Linked DNA regions of Mus musculus: regions 1 and 2 are each linked to region 3. Evidence: chromatin contacts called from public promoter capture Hi-C data. All regions are on one chromosome and are shown on one strand. Each heading gives the region's core, a stretch centred on a gene start, on an enhancer-like site or on the middle of the called end of the contact. The rest is flanking DNA. Distances are from core to core; before and after follow the strand shown.

The links. Promoter capture Hi-C pulls out the DNA fragments that hold promoters and counts their contacts.
Region 1: a promoter capture Hi-C map of liver shows a contact between it and region 3, with 10 times the contacts expected there. The contact joins the promoter of Akap11 here to the promoter of Gpalpp1 in region 3. A contact is called at or near these places in 4 of 39 promoter capture datasets (hippocampal neurons, liver and pre-B cells), 1 of 115 datasets of contacts at active chromatin or transcription factors (astrocytes) and 1 of 9 other capture datasets (adipose tissue).
Region 2: a contact with region 3 is called in a promoter capture Hi-C map of liver, with 6 times the contacts expected there. The contact joins the promoter of Vwa8 here to the promoter of Gpalpp1 in region 3. A contact is called at or near these places in 2 of 39 promoter capture datasets (liver and pre-B cells).

What each region holds. Positions count from the first base shown.
Region 1 is chr14:78,534,219-78,538,871 of GRCm38.p6, forward strand. It overlaps Akap11 (A kinase (PRKA) anchor protein 11), which reads right to left and starts at 2,642. Exons shown (of 12, transcript NM_001164503.1): 1 at 2,494-2,642.
Region 2 is chr14:78,847,629-78,852,229 of GRCm38.p6, forward strand. It overlaps Vwa8 (von Willebrand factor A domain containing 8), which reads left to right and starts at 1,550. Exons shown (of 45, transcript NM_027906.1): 1 at 1,550-1,815. The coding sequence starts at 1,656.
Region 3 is chr14:76,108,811-76,113,204 of GRCm38.p6, forward strand. It overlaps Gpalpp1 (GPALPP motifs containing 1), which reads right to left and starts at 2,005. Exons shown (of 8, transcript NM_026177.3): 1 at 1,807-2,005. The coding sequence starts at 1,894. Nufip1 (nuclear fragile X mental retardation protein interacting protein 1) reads left to right here and starts at 2,081. Exons shown (of 10, transcript NM_013745.5): 1 at 2,081-2,516; 2 at 3,114-3,187. The coding sequence starts at 2,123.

The DNA of each region.
Region 1 (4,653 bases), core at 1,392-3,891, 2.4 Mb after region 3:
AATCCACACTACAACCAACCTGACAAGAAGTAGAAAGCTGACCACGACATTCTCTCGATACACAGACATTTAGAACTGAGAGTGGAAGAGCTCTGTTAGGAACCATGATGCAAAGTCAAGGTGGGTCTGATGTGAACACTCTTACAAAGCAAAGAAAAAGCCCAGGAGGTCTCAGGAGAAGGTCAGTGTTTGACAACTGAAGAGAGCATGCAACTAATAGCAAAGAACTAAGAGAAAACTTGGTGCATTTCAACCTCAAGACTTCCCAGTCTCCAGGCCACTGAGCTAGAATCACAAACTGGACCTTAGCATCAGTGCTCCAACAATATGACAAATGCCTTTTTCTTTTTTTTTTTAAGATTTATTTATTTATTATATGTAAGTACACTGTAGCTGTCTTCAGACACTCCAGAAGAGGGCATCAGATTTCGTTATGGATGGTTGTGAGCCACCATGTGGTTGCTGGGATTTGAACTCGGGACCTTCAGAAGAGCAGTCGGCGCTCTTAACCACTGAGCCATCTCGCCAGCCCCAACAAATGCCTTTTTCAAGTAAGCTAATTCTAATGGCTTTTTGATTCTGGCAGCCAAATAATCCTCAAACCATTAAGGAAGGTCAAAGAAAAAGCTCCCAGTAAGCAGAGGCTAATCCAAAATCTCTCCGCTTCCTCCTTCTGTCAAGTCTAGTCAATAATCCACACAGTCTAAATGCTTATCTCCAGGAGGTCATGTTCAATTAATTTCTTTCTGTAAGCATGAACAGAAAAAAATGAAAATATATGGATCTGCCCCATTTGCTTTTAAGATGGTAAAGCATGTTTTCCCTGTGCCAGAATGCCAGGGTATGCCCAACTTCACACAAGCTAAACTCAAGAGTTCTCTAACCTGGCTCAACACTCATTCTCTCTGAGTGGCTAATTTTTTATTTATTTATTTATTTATTTATTTATTTATTTATTTATTTAACTACTGGGGCCACTTCACAAAAAGAAAAAGAAAAAATGAAAAAAAAAAAAACAAAAAACAACACTTGGATTACCTAAGTAATTGCTCCATCCAAAGTTACTTCAATTGCTTTCCAAACACAAGACAAAGCAACCATTGCTCTAAAAGTCTGAAACCCTTGCCACAACTTAGAAAGACTAGCAACAAAGATGAGTGGAAGGGAACTTTTGCTAACTCCTTTGCCCACTCACCTAAGTTTTTCATATCTCCCTGTGTGACTAGAATTCCCCTATTTATAGCTGGAAATTTCCCTTTACACAACCTGCTGCATTATGATCGGAATTGGCTGAGTTCCTTTCCCAGACACTAAGTCTTTGGAATTAAAATAAAATGTACCATCCTTTCTCCCAAAGGATTTTCTTCTGTTTCCCTGACGAAGCCCTGGAATTCAGAGGCTTGAGAAGGCTAGCAAATCTCTCACTACAGTTCTGGGCCTCCAACTTCAGAATCTTCAACAACTGAGAAACATCACTGGGCACAGAGTATATACTGCCAATTCCTTTCCAGGCAGATCAGTTGAGCAGTTCTGTAGCTATCTACATTAGCCACAGCTCAGCTTATAAACCCACGTCTTCCCCAATTCCCTCATATCCCTTCATCCCTCATAAGTCAGTTACTAACTACACAACTAATTGCTTAATTTACTGCCAACCTATGATTCACAATCCTGCCTGGAAAACACAATCAAGTATGAATAACCAGGTTATTCCTTGAAAAAAATGCTTCTATAGTTTGAAAGATTAGGTGGGACTATTGAAAATGACATCAATCATACTAGGCTGCCTTTTACCAGCACACACACCAACACATACACACACACACACCAAGCAAACACAAAGACATTAAAACAAAATCACCTTTGCATGAATAAATACTCCATCTTTCCTGATGCCCTTATTTTATATATTTTCATACATAACAAAATTGAGTACCAATATAAATAACACTGCTAACAAGGTGAGAAAGATGCAAAGGAAAACAAGCGATTTAGAAGCAAATGGATAATCACAAGGCTATAAAAGAACTGCGAATATTAACTCCAGTATGCGCCAAGGCCATTAGCGATGTGTCTCAGCAGTATTGCTCACCGCAAAATGCCTTAATGCCTAAAGCTAAGCCACCTCCAACTAATAGGGTTTTTTTTTCTTTTCTTTTCTTTTTAAAGACCGTAGGCAGAGCTAAAGGACTGTCACCAAGCTATACCAGGGGTTTAGACTGTACTGTCACTGTGGTCTGGCCAGCCCATTTTCTATTTGATAGCGCAATTCGGATGCTTGGCCAGCCTGGAGGCGACGTGACAGCGATGCAAACAGCGGCATCTGGGGTTAGGGCAGCGCCGGGGACCTGGGTTCGGACGCTGACAGGGAAGGATGCTGCTGCGGAGGACAAAGTGCACCGTCCTCCCGCCCGCGCCCCACGCAGCGAGGCCACGGCGCCCGGCCGCAGTCTGGACCCGGCCCTCTGGCTCCCGGTTCCCTGCCCCGCTCACCAGGCGGCACAGCCTCTCAGCTCCCGGGCATGTCAGCCTCCCGTCACGGCCCGCAACGCCCGGTGGCGCGAGCCGCAGCGCAGCGGCGCTCCCCCTCGCCCGCCCCAGCCCGCGACGCCACCGCCGCCGCCTCCCCACGCCGCCCACTCACTCTCGCGAGAGCCGTCGCACCTCTCGCGAGAACGACCCCGTGGCCGAGCCCGCGCAAAAGGAACAAGGGGTGGGGGGAAAATATCTTCCCACGTGCTCTGGAGGGCAAAGCTGCGGGTCGCCCGTCACGTGACGCGGAGGCGCCCTCTCCATTGGCCAGGCGGCCCTCGGCCCGTGGGAGCTTTAAACCTCGAGCTGACCTACGAACTCTCGGCTGACGTCTTGCGCGCTTCCTGGTGCGTTGCCTTGGGAACGGCTTAACCCTTTCCTCTGGCAAGCGCCCGAGCCCAGGATGCTGGCATCCCATCCGCCACCCTTAGACCTTCCTGGGGCTGGTTTCCCACAGCCAGTGGCAGCCCACGACATCAGGGGTCCAGACACAGCCCATCCTTCAGAATGGGTCTGCCCGGTTCCCAACATCATCAGGGGAAACCACTGAGGAAGCCTTGGGCCCAATCGGAACCTCTGGAGTCAGTCTAAAGGGCAGTGCACTTCCCAACCCCACGGGCCATTGAAATTGGAAAATAAGGCTTTGACCACCAAGAAGCCTAGCCTTGGGTGACAAGCTGTGTGATTCCTGTTTAAATCAGAGGAATCGGTGCAGTCATGTTGCATGGTCTCCTCAAGGACATACGGTCCTCAAACTGGCCGAGAGATGAGAAGGACATTTTGAAGTAGATGCTCCTTATTTGTTTTATCCTCTTTAGGGGAGAGAGACAAGAAAGAGTACAGTCATATCTTCGTTCTCTTCAACAGCTTTTGGCTGCTTTCCTTACACGTTTTAGGCATAATTCCAGGTTGTCTATTGAACACTATGAAGACAAATAGATTAGGTTGTTGAGAGCTGGGGCCGGGTTGGGGGAGGGGGTGGATATCTGTAGGTGTTAACTCGCAGATTATCATCATCTGATGGTGGTGGTTACAATTGGGCCACTGCTTGGGGGTGGTGCCCTTGTGGGAGGAAAGATTCAGGCAGTGATTTGGATAGCAGCCCTACATCGCTAGCAGAAAGTAGAATAATTCACAAGCCCCAAATCCGGATCTAATCTAGCACATTTGAATAACAAGAAATAAACTTGGGATGATAATAGAGGCTAGATCCCTTACTGCTTCATCAACCAAGAAAAGAACTGGGAGTTTAGTCTACAATGAAAAGCTTTGACCTCTTAAAGGGGGGAACAATAACAATTAGTTTAAAAAAAAAAACAAAAAACTAGTAAGCTCTTCCCTGTAGAGAGTGAATTTTACGGAAGCTGAAACAACAAGGAACTCGTCCAGGTAAAAGACAATCCTGTGAGAACCAATTTCCAATGACCTTGACAGTCTCCAAAATGTGTTAAGTCAGAGCCCTAAGCGCTGGCTGCTGACTTGTATTTAAAATATGTAGATTTTTTTTTTTTTTTATCATTTTGTTGTTTTAAACTACTTGAGAAGCGAATGGCCTGAGAGGCCTCTTGCCTTTGGCTTTCTGTCCTCCATTTTCACTACACAGGTAGCCGCATCTCTAAGTTAACTCTAAACAAACATAAAATGGTGTTCTTTGTAGATATTTATTGGAGTAAGATTAGAAAAGAGGGGTTGGAGGCTGAAAAAGAAAAGAAAAGAGTTTAATTAAAAACAAAAGAAATGAGGATGTAAACACTCCACTAACTAACTAGTAACAAGCACAAAGCAAGCCTCTTTATGGTCCTGAGTTTCAACTTCCTTGTACATAAAACAAGGCCATTTGGTCTCCACACAGGCTGGCTAAGACTGAATTCCATTTTGTCAAGCTTGCCCTGGCAGAGTAAGCTGGAGAGGGAAATGAACTTTTCTGAAAGACTCAAGAGTCAGCGGGCTGAGCAGGCCAAGTGAAATCGGACCTCACACACCAACTGAGAGACTGTGACTGTGAGCCAGATACCAGGAATGCTTTCCTCAGAAATGCTGGCCTCAGGGTGTGAAAACGGAAGTAGCGCCACCTGCTCAGCCCCATGGTCCCTTCCTCTGGAGCCACTGTGAATCTATGTT
Region 2 (4,601 bases), core at 300-2,799, 2.7 Mb after region 3:
AATTTGTAAATTTCTATGCTGCTTGCATGTTTGCCATTAACCCAATTCACATAGGGATTAAAAAAGAAAAGAAAAGGAAAAAAAGAACAACAACAACAACAACAAAAAGAAAATAAAAAGAGGATATGACTCCTCCTGGGTAAGAGGGTGGAGAAGGTGCATTATAGATGTGAGGGAGAAAACACAGAGGCAGAGGCATCTATCTGGCAGGGTTCAGAGTGAAAATGAACACCTGAGTGAGGGTGGTGTGTGTGTGTGTGTGTGTGTGTGTGTGTAGAGGGGAAGCTGGGAGAGGAGAGAGCCAGGATCCAGGAAGCCAGACCAGGAGACCAAAAGAGGACCAGAGTAGTCAAAGAGGCTGGATTGTAGATGGAAGAGCAGCTTGGGGGAAAGATAGTACTGCCTCTGGGTTGGAGAGTTCAGAGTAGGGGACTGAGTGCCTCTACCAGGAGGATCCTGTAACAGGTGGGAATGGAGAGATAGGAGGAGGATCTAGTGGCTAGTACCAGCTTTGATGTGTTAACAGGGACCTCTGTTAGCTTTTATCTGTTAACTGGCACCTCCTATAGCTGGTTGTCTCAGATTTGAGGCCTAACAGGTGTGGTTGTGAAATAGTGAGAATCTATCCATGTAATAATTATGCTGTTTTGACATCTTTAATGTTCACTCCTTTATTTTCGATTTCTCCAAACTAGTTTAAATTATTTCTCTGCCACCTCCATTTACTTCTAAGTTTAGTTCCTCGGGAAGTTTAAGTGCCTGGGAGGTGGGTGCTTAATATGGATGTAAGATACAGGTAGGTCTAGAATTGGCAAGGCCATTCTCTGAGAGCCAGGCCTGCATCTTGTTTGTTTGATTTCATTGTGCAGAACTTCATTAAAACTTTTTGCTTTGGTTAATTCACTCTTGACATTTTGGGGAGGCAGCCTAATTACATTAGACTTTGTTTGCTTTATGGAAGACTGCTGCTGCTTTTGGAATGCATGGTAGGGAGGGAGCCTTAGTCAAGTGTCCTACTTTTTCCTCACTAAAGACATAAATTATGTTTATATAACCCTTGCCTTGTAGCCTGACTGGATCCTTCTGGTAGTTGAACGTTTTTTCATTCACCATTATAGTGTAACATTTCCTCTTGCAGTTTAGAAGATGATAAAACAGGAGCGGCAAAGGAAGGCTAAACTGAAGCTTTCAATGCCTGTGGTGTGGAAACCCTGGGAAGATGACAACGAATTAAAATAGGTGAAGTTCCAGAATCTCTTGAATATTTTCTCCATTCTGAAAAAAGATCCGAAGCAGTATCGAGGGGAAAGCCCACAGTGCATCATAACACAGTAGGCTAGCAGCCAAGAAAGAAACAGGGCATACGCTCAACTGTGCTAAAGGTCTTTGGCATCTCCCCAGCTCCGGGCGTCCCTGGGGCGACCACGCCTGGGGCGGCGCGCCGGGCTCCGGTAGCCGATCCTACCGGCTGGCGCTCGGCCTGCCCTCCGCCCCGGGCCGGGCCCATCCCGCAGAGCCCGGCGAGCCGGGGGAAGGAGTTTCCGGCGGACCCGCCTCCCTGCCGCTTCCTGTCCCGCTCGCCGATCGCCTCCTGCCCGGTCCAGGGACTGTGCTTGTCCGAAGCCCCTGGAGGTCCCACGCATGCCTCCTGCACCATGCAGTCACGCCTCCTCCTCCTAGGAGCCCCGGGCGGCCTTGGGGACGTGGCCTCCCGGCGAGTGCGGCTGCTCTTGCGGCAGGTGTTGCGGGGCAGGCCGGGCGGGGACCAGCAGCGGCTGGAGGTCAGGCTGCTGCACTCTGGGGCGACCGACTCAGGTAACTGGGCCCTCCGCCTTCGCTGCCGCTGCCCTCGCTGCTTTGTGATGTGGGGCAAGGCGCTGGCGCCCCCTGGGCTCCACTCTGAAACCTTAGGGGTCCGGACTAAGGTCTCTGATGCCTAGGAACACAGTTTTCTCCCACTGGAGATTTTTGTACAAGAATCCTCACGTAGACTCTAGGACACTGAGAGGTTTATGCTGCAGCCTTTGGGGGCTGTTAAGACTCGTGCTTGACCTTGACCTTTGACTCCCGAGGGCTTGGTTTTGTGTCATGAGCCAAGTAGGGCTCGTGATGGCATAGACACGTGTACAATCTTGCTGGAGAACCTGTGCCCATGTTCCTTCCCAATTTTAACAGAAGACTCGGTTTCAAGCACTCTTAGAACTGAAAGTCATCGCTTTAGTTAAAACCCTATACTATAGTCGGAATGAATGAGTCCCAAAAAAGAGGGAAACAAAAAAAAAAAGTGCCTCGCTGAGGATCACAAGGTGAAATTGCGATTCAAAACTTGCCTGTCCTCGATTATAGCTTCTAGAGCATGTACTTGCTTTCCACTCTGTTACTCAGTTTTCATCTGCGTGACAACATTAAAACACACACACACACACACACACACACACACACACACACACACACACACACAGAGCAGCCTAAAACAAGGGAAGATTTCTTGGCTGGAAGTTACAGATGTTTCAGTGTATGCTTAATACTTTAATCACTGTGGCCTGTGGTGAGGCAGAAATTCGTGATGACAAGAGGACTTAGCAGAGGGAAGCTGCTCTCTCAGGGAGGCAGAGAGAGAGGAATCGGGGATAAGACCTACTTTTCAAAGAATCTACTTTGTCTCACTAGGTTCACCTCCTTGTGTGTGTCATCTCCAGATAGTATCATCTCATCTAATAAATCCATCATTTCACCAGTCCAGATGATAATACACTCTTATCAGAGAAGGCAGATGTCAAGGGTAGAATGTGGTACAATCTGACAGGCTTTGAGGTTGAGCAGTTTTGGGTAGACTCCGTTTGTTTGTTTGTTTGTTTGTTTGTTTATTTATTTATTTATTTATACTCTCTAGCTAACTATAAGAGCCATGAGTCAGCAGATAGAACATTTAATTGAAAAGAGGTTTTTAAAAAAATGAAAAAAAATTTGTTTTGTACTGATATGCCTCACTACAACAAGGGGCACTGAAACTGAGAACTTGTGTATTCACCAGAGACCTGGGCACATGTAAGAGCCCTCATGACAGAGTGAAAGATTAACTCTTGGCTATCCAGACTCCTAAGGTTAGGGCTTTCAAGGTGAGAGCGGCACAGTTGGAACCAGAGGTCATACACAGGCCACAGCCGTAGCACAGAAAGCAGCAGGCTGTGATGGATGAGTGTGGATGCTGGGAAGACTCTCAGTTGTACTCCAGCACGTGACCAGACTCCCTTTGTCCTCTGTTGTCACTGCTTCCTAGCAGTGTGACGGGAGAACAAAGTACATGAAAAACAAACTCAAGTTGTAGACTTTGCTTCTCCCGAACTGTATGCCTGTTTGTCTTGTCTGCACGGTCCTTTGGTGCCTGTCATCACTGGGTACCTAACAAGCGTTCGGTGGCTTACTGGGTCAAAGTTCATGGAGACTGTTTTTGTGAGAGGCTGCAATTGCTTTGCTGGCTTTCATGATAGTATACCTTTACTAAGCTTGATATGAAGGGGGAAGAGGCCATTTATGTAAACAGTAAAAAAGAAGTTGGGCAACTTTAATCCCAGTACTGTGAGTTGAAGATCAGCCTGGTCTATAACAGTTCCTGCATAGCCAGCTCTATGTAGAAAGAATCTGTCTAAAAAAAAAAGCTTAAACCAAACCACCCCAAACAAACCAACAGACTCTCACAGCTCCTGCTTAGCATCCCTTTCCGTCGGATGGGGTAGAACCTATAACTTGTAAATTCTTTATCTGTATGCTTTAATTAGTAGGAGTGGTATCTCAAGGTTTTAGAAACAAATGGTCAGTCAGCAAGGAGGTTATCACTCCACAGCATAGTTGATGGATCACTGTGACATCATCATAGATGGGGCCAGCTGGCTCAGTAGGACTGGATCTCAGAAACTGACGAGCTTGGAGACAGTTCTCTCAACCCGTGGCTCTCCTTCACCACTGTTCCATGTTCTGTAGATTTCACAGCCTTTTCCTTATGGTGTCGCTGTGTGAAACAGATCTGTTTATACAGACAGTAAAATGTTCCTGCATAAGCTGTTTTTTATTTAGAAAATTGAGAAATGAATCCTGTAAAACAGCCCTCAACACATCAATCAATAATCATCAGTTTTTTATATTGGTTCTGTCAGATTATATATATCTAACTATACAGGTAATTATTTGTACAAGTGTGTATTTGTGCAAATTGGATCATTGTTTTTCTGTAATTTATCACTGTATCCATGGTTGGTGACATTAGCATAATATTGCCCTTTATGATCACTTAAATTAGGTAGACATTTATCCCTATAATTTATTTTATCAGTTTCTTGTTCATGAACATATAAAATGTCTATTTCTAAATATTTTTATATAAGAGCAGTAAAAAAGATTTTCATTCTTATACATGTTTTGTGACTTAAAGATTGTCATTGGGCCATAATAACAATAGTCATGCGACTTTGGGGAGGAAATATTCAGAATTCTGTTTCAACTGAGAATAACTATTATGGTTTAGTTTTATCTCTGTATTTACCAGATATTCCTCATGGAATTTGTTGGCTACTTTGACCTATAGCAGAGTATTAGACCTGAGG
Region 3 (4,394 bases), core at 755-3,254:
ACGGATATAAGCTATGAAACTAGAAAAGAGATTATGAGGGGGTTAAAAGAGGTATTGAAGAATAGGGGACACACATGAGACACAGAAGGGGAAAGGAGGTTATGGGAGATGCCTGAAGGCTAAAAGAGATAAGAGGGGGTGGGAAGAAGAATTAACAAAAAGTTTTGTTTAAAAAATGACATAATTCGGTCTTAAGGATGGCTCAGGCAGCAGTTAAGAGTGTACACTGCAGAGGCCCCAAGTTCAGATCTCAGCACCCACATCTGGAGGCTCCCAACTGCCTGTAACTCCAGTTTCAAGGGTCCACACAACTCCTGTTCTCTTCAGGTACTTGCATTCACACGCACATACCCACACACAAACACATGAATATAAATAATGGAACCTAATGCTGTGTATGCCAATTTTACAAACTACAGATCAAGAAGACAAAAGAAATTTCAATAAGAAATAAGCAAAAGACTATCAGAGCACAGTGGTAAAAAGATAATAAAAAATTAGAAAAGTGTTCAATTTAATTTCTCACAAGAAAATACAAGTTTAAATTACTACAAAATATGGCTTCAAAACACCAGATTGAAAAGACAGAGGAAAATGATTAGGGAGAACATGGAACAATCAGAACTCCTATACTCACTGAGGGCTTTGGTAAACTGGTAGGATTCTGAAACTGAGGGTGTATAACAGAGGAGATAGATAGACGGACAGACAGATAGATACACATGCACACACATACACAGTGCATAGTGGCACTCTTTGTAAGAGTTAAAAACAAAAACAAAACCAGAATCTACCCAAATGTCTGTTACCTGTACAATAGGTAAAGAAATTGCAGGGGATTTACCAAATTGAATTCACTCATACTTCTTCAACCTAACTGGGTAGAAATTTCCTTCCTAAAACAAAGAATAAAGGGAATTTTTAAAAATAACGGCACTAGAAATAAGATCTGGAAGGAAGAATCTGCCGGAGACATAGTCTCTGGGTAGCCAGAAAAACAAAGTCAGATCAACATTCTGTCAGTTTTGTTCTTTCCCAAGTAGAGTCAGCGCCGGCCTTCAAACTGGAACAAACACTAAAGCCGGAAAAGCATGAAAGAGTGTGCGAGGTATTGATGTGGCATAGATGCATGTTAAGGTTGCAAGACACAGTGAATTGGTGGAGACTGAGATATCCACAAATTAGTTGAACAGAATGTGTTAAATATTAGCGTAACTGGGGAGAGGAAAACCCGGAGGAAGACGTGACAATGCTCGGGAAGGTGACGCTTAAACTGGTATATGAAGGACGTTTTGTCAGGCATTTAAGTACAACCATAGCACCCCCAAAAGTCTATCGTCAAAGCATAAACTCGAACTGTGTGGGCACTGGGCTGCTGTGTAAGATGGAATGATAGAATGAGGTCGGGAAGTCAGGCCGGGGAGGAGAGAGGCACAGGATCTTTGGCAAGAGTCTTGTAAATCTGAAGATATAGAGATACTAGGTTCTAACTTGGGCTTCATCACGGACTAGCTGCGTGTCTTAGGCACCGATTCATCAGCCGCTGTCATCATTTGTAACACATGCACCATCCATCATCTTTTCTTATACAGTTGATGGAAGGGTTAAACAGACGACCGGACGAAGATTGATCAGTTAGCACAGTCCTATTCGTAATAATAGCAAATTGGGACTGTATAGTCATTTTAACGATGATCGGGTCCCAAACACTCAGGCGTTGCCCAGCTTTTCCCCCAGGGCGGACCGCGCCCACTCCACGGTGGTCGCCAGTCCTTCCCGGGAGTGCAGACGCCCGCTGCTGCTTACCCGGGCTCGGGTCCCGTTCCTCGTCCTCAACTGTCGCGTGCTCCTTGAAGCCTGGCGGCAGTGCCGGCCCGATCAGGTCCCTAGCCATTCGCTGCGACGCACAGTCGCTCAAAGCCCAAGCCAACCTGCACACGCAGTTTAGCTAAACCCAGGCTGGACGGTGTAGACCAGGATTTGCTGCAAGGCCCGAAGGTTTTTCCGGCTTTGTCTGATGACGTAAGCCCGCGATGGGCTCATTGGCCAGATTACTGTAACGGAAGTGACGCTTAATGATAGTTCCACAGTTGCACTTTGGGCTCGCTGCTTGCTAGGTGGCATGGCTGAACCGGCACCCGCCGTGTGGCCTTCGGCCCCGGATCTGACTCCCGCGCCCGGGACTCCGAGCGAAGCTGCGCCGCCGCGGGACAACTGGGTGTACTGGGCCATGCTGCCGCCGCCACCACCTCCTCTGTCGTCCCCAGTGGCGGGCTCGGAGCAGAGCCGGAAGGGACAGCCTCACGTGCTGCCCCAGCCTCCCTCCGGAGCGCTTCCACCGTTCGATGCTCAGATTCTTCCCGCGGCGCAGCCTCCTTTCGATGCCCAGGCTCCGCCCGATGCTCAATCTCAGTTCAGCGGCCAGCAGGCCTGGAATTTGCAAGCCTCCACGCCTTGGTACTGGGGATTGTCTCCTAATGGTTTTTCCACGTACCACACGTCTTACCAATCTCCGGGTAAGCTGCAGTTCCTAGTGGCCCTACTTTACTTTCTCTTTCTTTCCTCTCCCAGCTTTCTCTTTTTATCTCTCAGCTTTGCGCTGTAGTTTTGGAGGCTGGTAATGAGTATTCAAAATGTGTCTCACTAGGTTTCCTGCCACCTGCTCATCCAAAATTTTATTAATTTAACCCAACTATAAAACTGGGGACTACTTGCATAGCAGTAAACAAAACATACAAAAATCCATACCTTTTGAGAGCTTCCTATCCCCTCAGTGTAGGAAGACGCGATACAGGAGATAAAACTAGGTATTAGGAAGTAATGATTGTATGTATGCATTAGAAAAGGATTGATTGGGGGGGAGGTGGAGAAATGGGTTGGCGATGAGACTCTATTGCTCTTGCAGAGGACCAAAGCTCGGTTCTCAACATCCACACTGGGCTCTCAACTGCCTGTAACTCCAGCCTCAGAGGAGCCGATAGCTTTCTTCTGGCCTCCAAGAGTACCTGCACTCCATGCTACCTACACAGTTTTTGTTTTTAATCTAAGAAAAAAATGATCAATAAACAATTGTACCTTTGCAATCTTAAATGAAACCCTCTTTTCTTTTTTAGTTACACATTCTTATTTTCCACGATCACATGATGCAAAATTCAATTTGCCTCAAAACAGAAAACAGAAAACGAAGGTAATTCCAAGATGATAAATGTGGCCTTTTGAACTTGAATGTTACTGCTCTATATATTAAGTTGTAACTGTCAGTGTTTCACATCTGTGGTGGACATGGAGAGCTTTACTTGGGTAGTATGTTTAAGGAACTTAATTATAAGTAAAATGTTGAAACAAAATAGTATTGAAAAATAAATGATGAAATTATAGGAAAAGAAAGAACATTAAAACCGTCTTGGTGCCAGGCGGTGGTGGCTCACACCTTTAATCCCAGCACTCGGGAGGCAGAGGCAGGTGGATTTCTGAGTTCGAGGCCAGCCTGGTCTACAAAGTGAGTTCCAGGACAGCCAGGGCTGCACAGAGAAACCCTGTCTCGAAAAAACAAAACAAAACAAAAAACAAAACAAAACAAAAAACAAACAACTGTCTTGGTACAGACTTAGTAGGGGTTATGCTTACAAATAAATGTGAGTGTTAAAACCAGTGAAGTTTATTTAAAACCTAGGGGTTGAAGAACCCGTTCACAGGGATTGCGGATCAGATATGCTGCATACCAGATGTTTACGTTACAGTTCGTGACGGCAGCAGAATTACAGTTATAAAGTAGCAGCGAAAGTAATTTTAGGGTTGGGGGGGTCACCAGAACATGAGGAATGTATTAAAGGGTTACAACATTAGGAAGTTTGAGAACCACTAGTTCAAAAAACTATGAAGATTGGGACTGACAGCTGGAACTTTAGGAGAAGACTGGGAATCCCAAGTTTTTCTTAACTGAGTTGGAAGCCAAGCCAAATTGTAATAACAAATCTTTTATTTTTCATAATCTTGCTGTTTTTTGGTTTTTGTTTTTTTTTGTTTTTTGTTTTTTTTGTTTGTTTGTTTGTTTGTTTTTTCGAGGCAGGGTTTCTCTGTATAGCCCTGGCTGTCCTGGAGCTCACTTTGTAGACCAGGCTGGCCTCGAACTCAGAAATCCACCTGCCTCTGCCTTCCGAGTGCTGGGATTAAAGGCATGCGCCACCACGCCCGGCATCTTGCTGTTTTTTGAGACAGGATTTCTCTGTTTAACAGATCCCTGGCTGTCTTAGATTCAATTAGTAGATCAGATTCAGCCTGCTTCTACCTCCCTTCTAGTGCTGGGATTAAAGGTGTGAGCCCCCATGCCCAGCAATCTTGGCTGCTTTTTAGTGTAGAAGAATCTGTGAAATAAAAGCAGAGCGCCCCCCTTC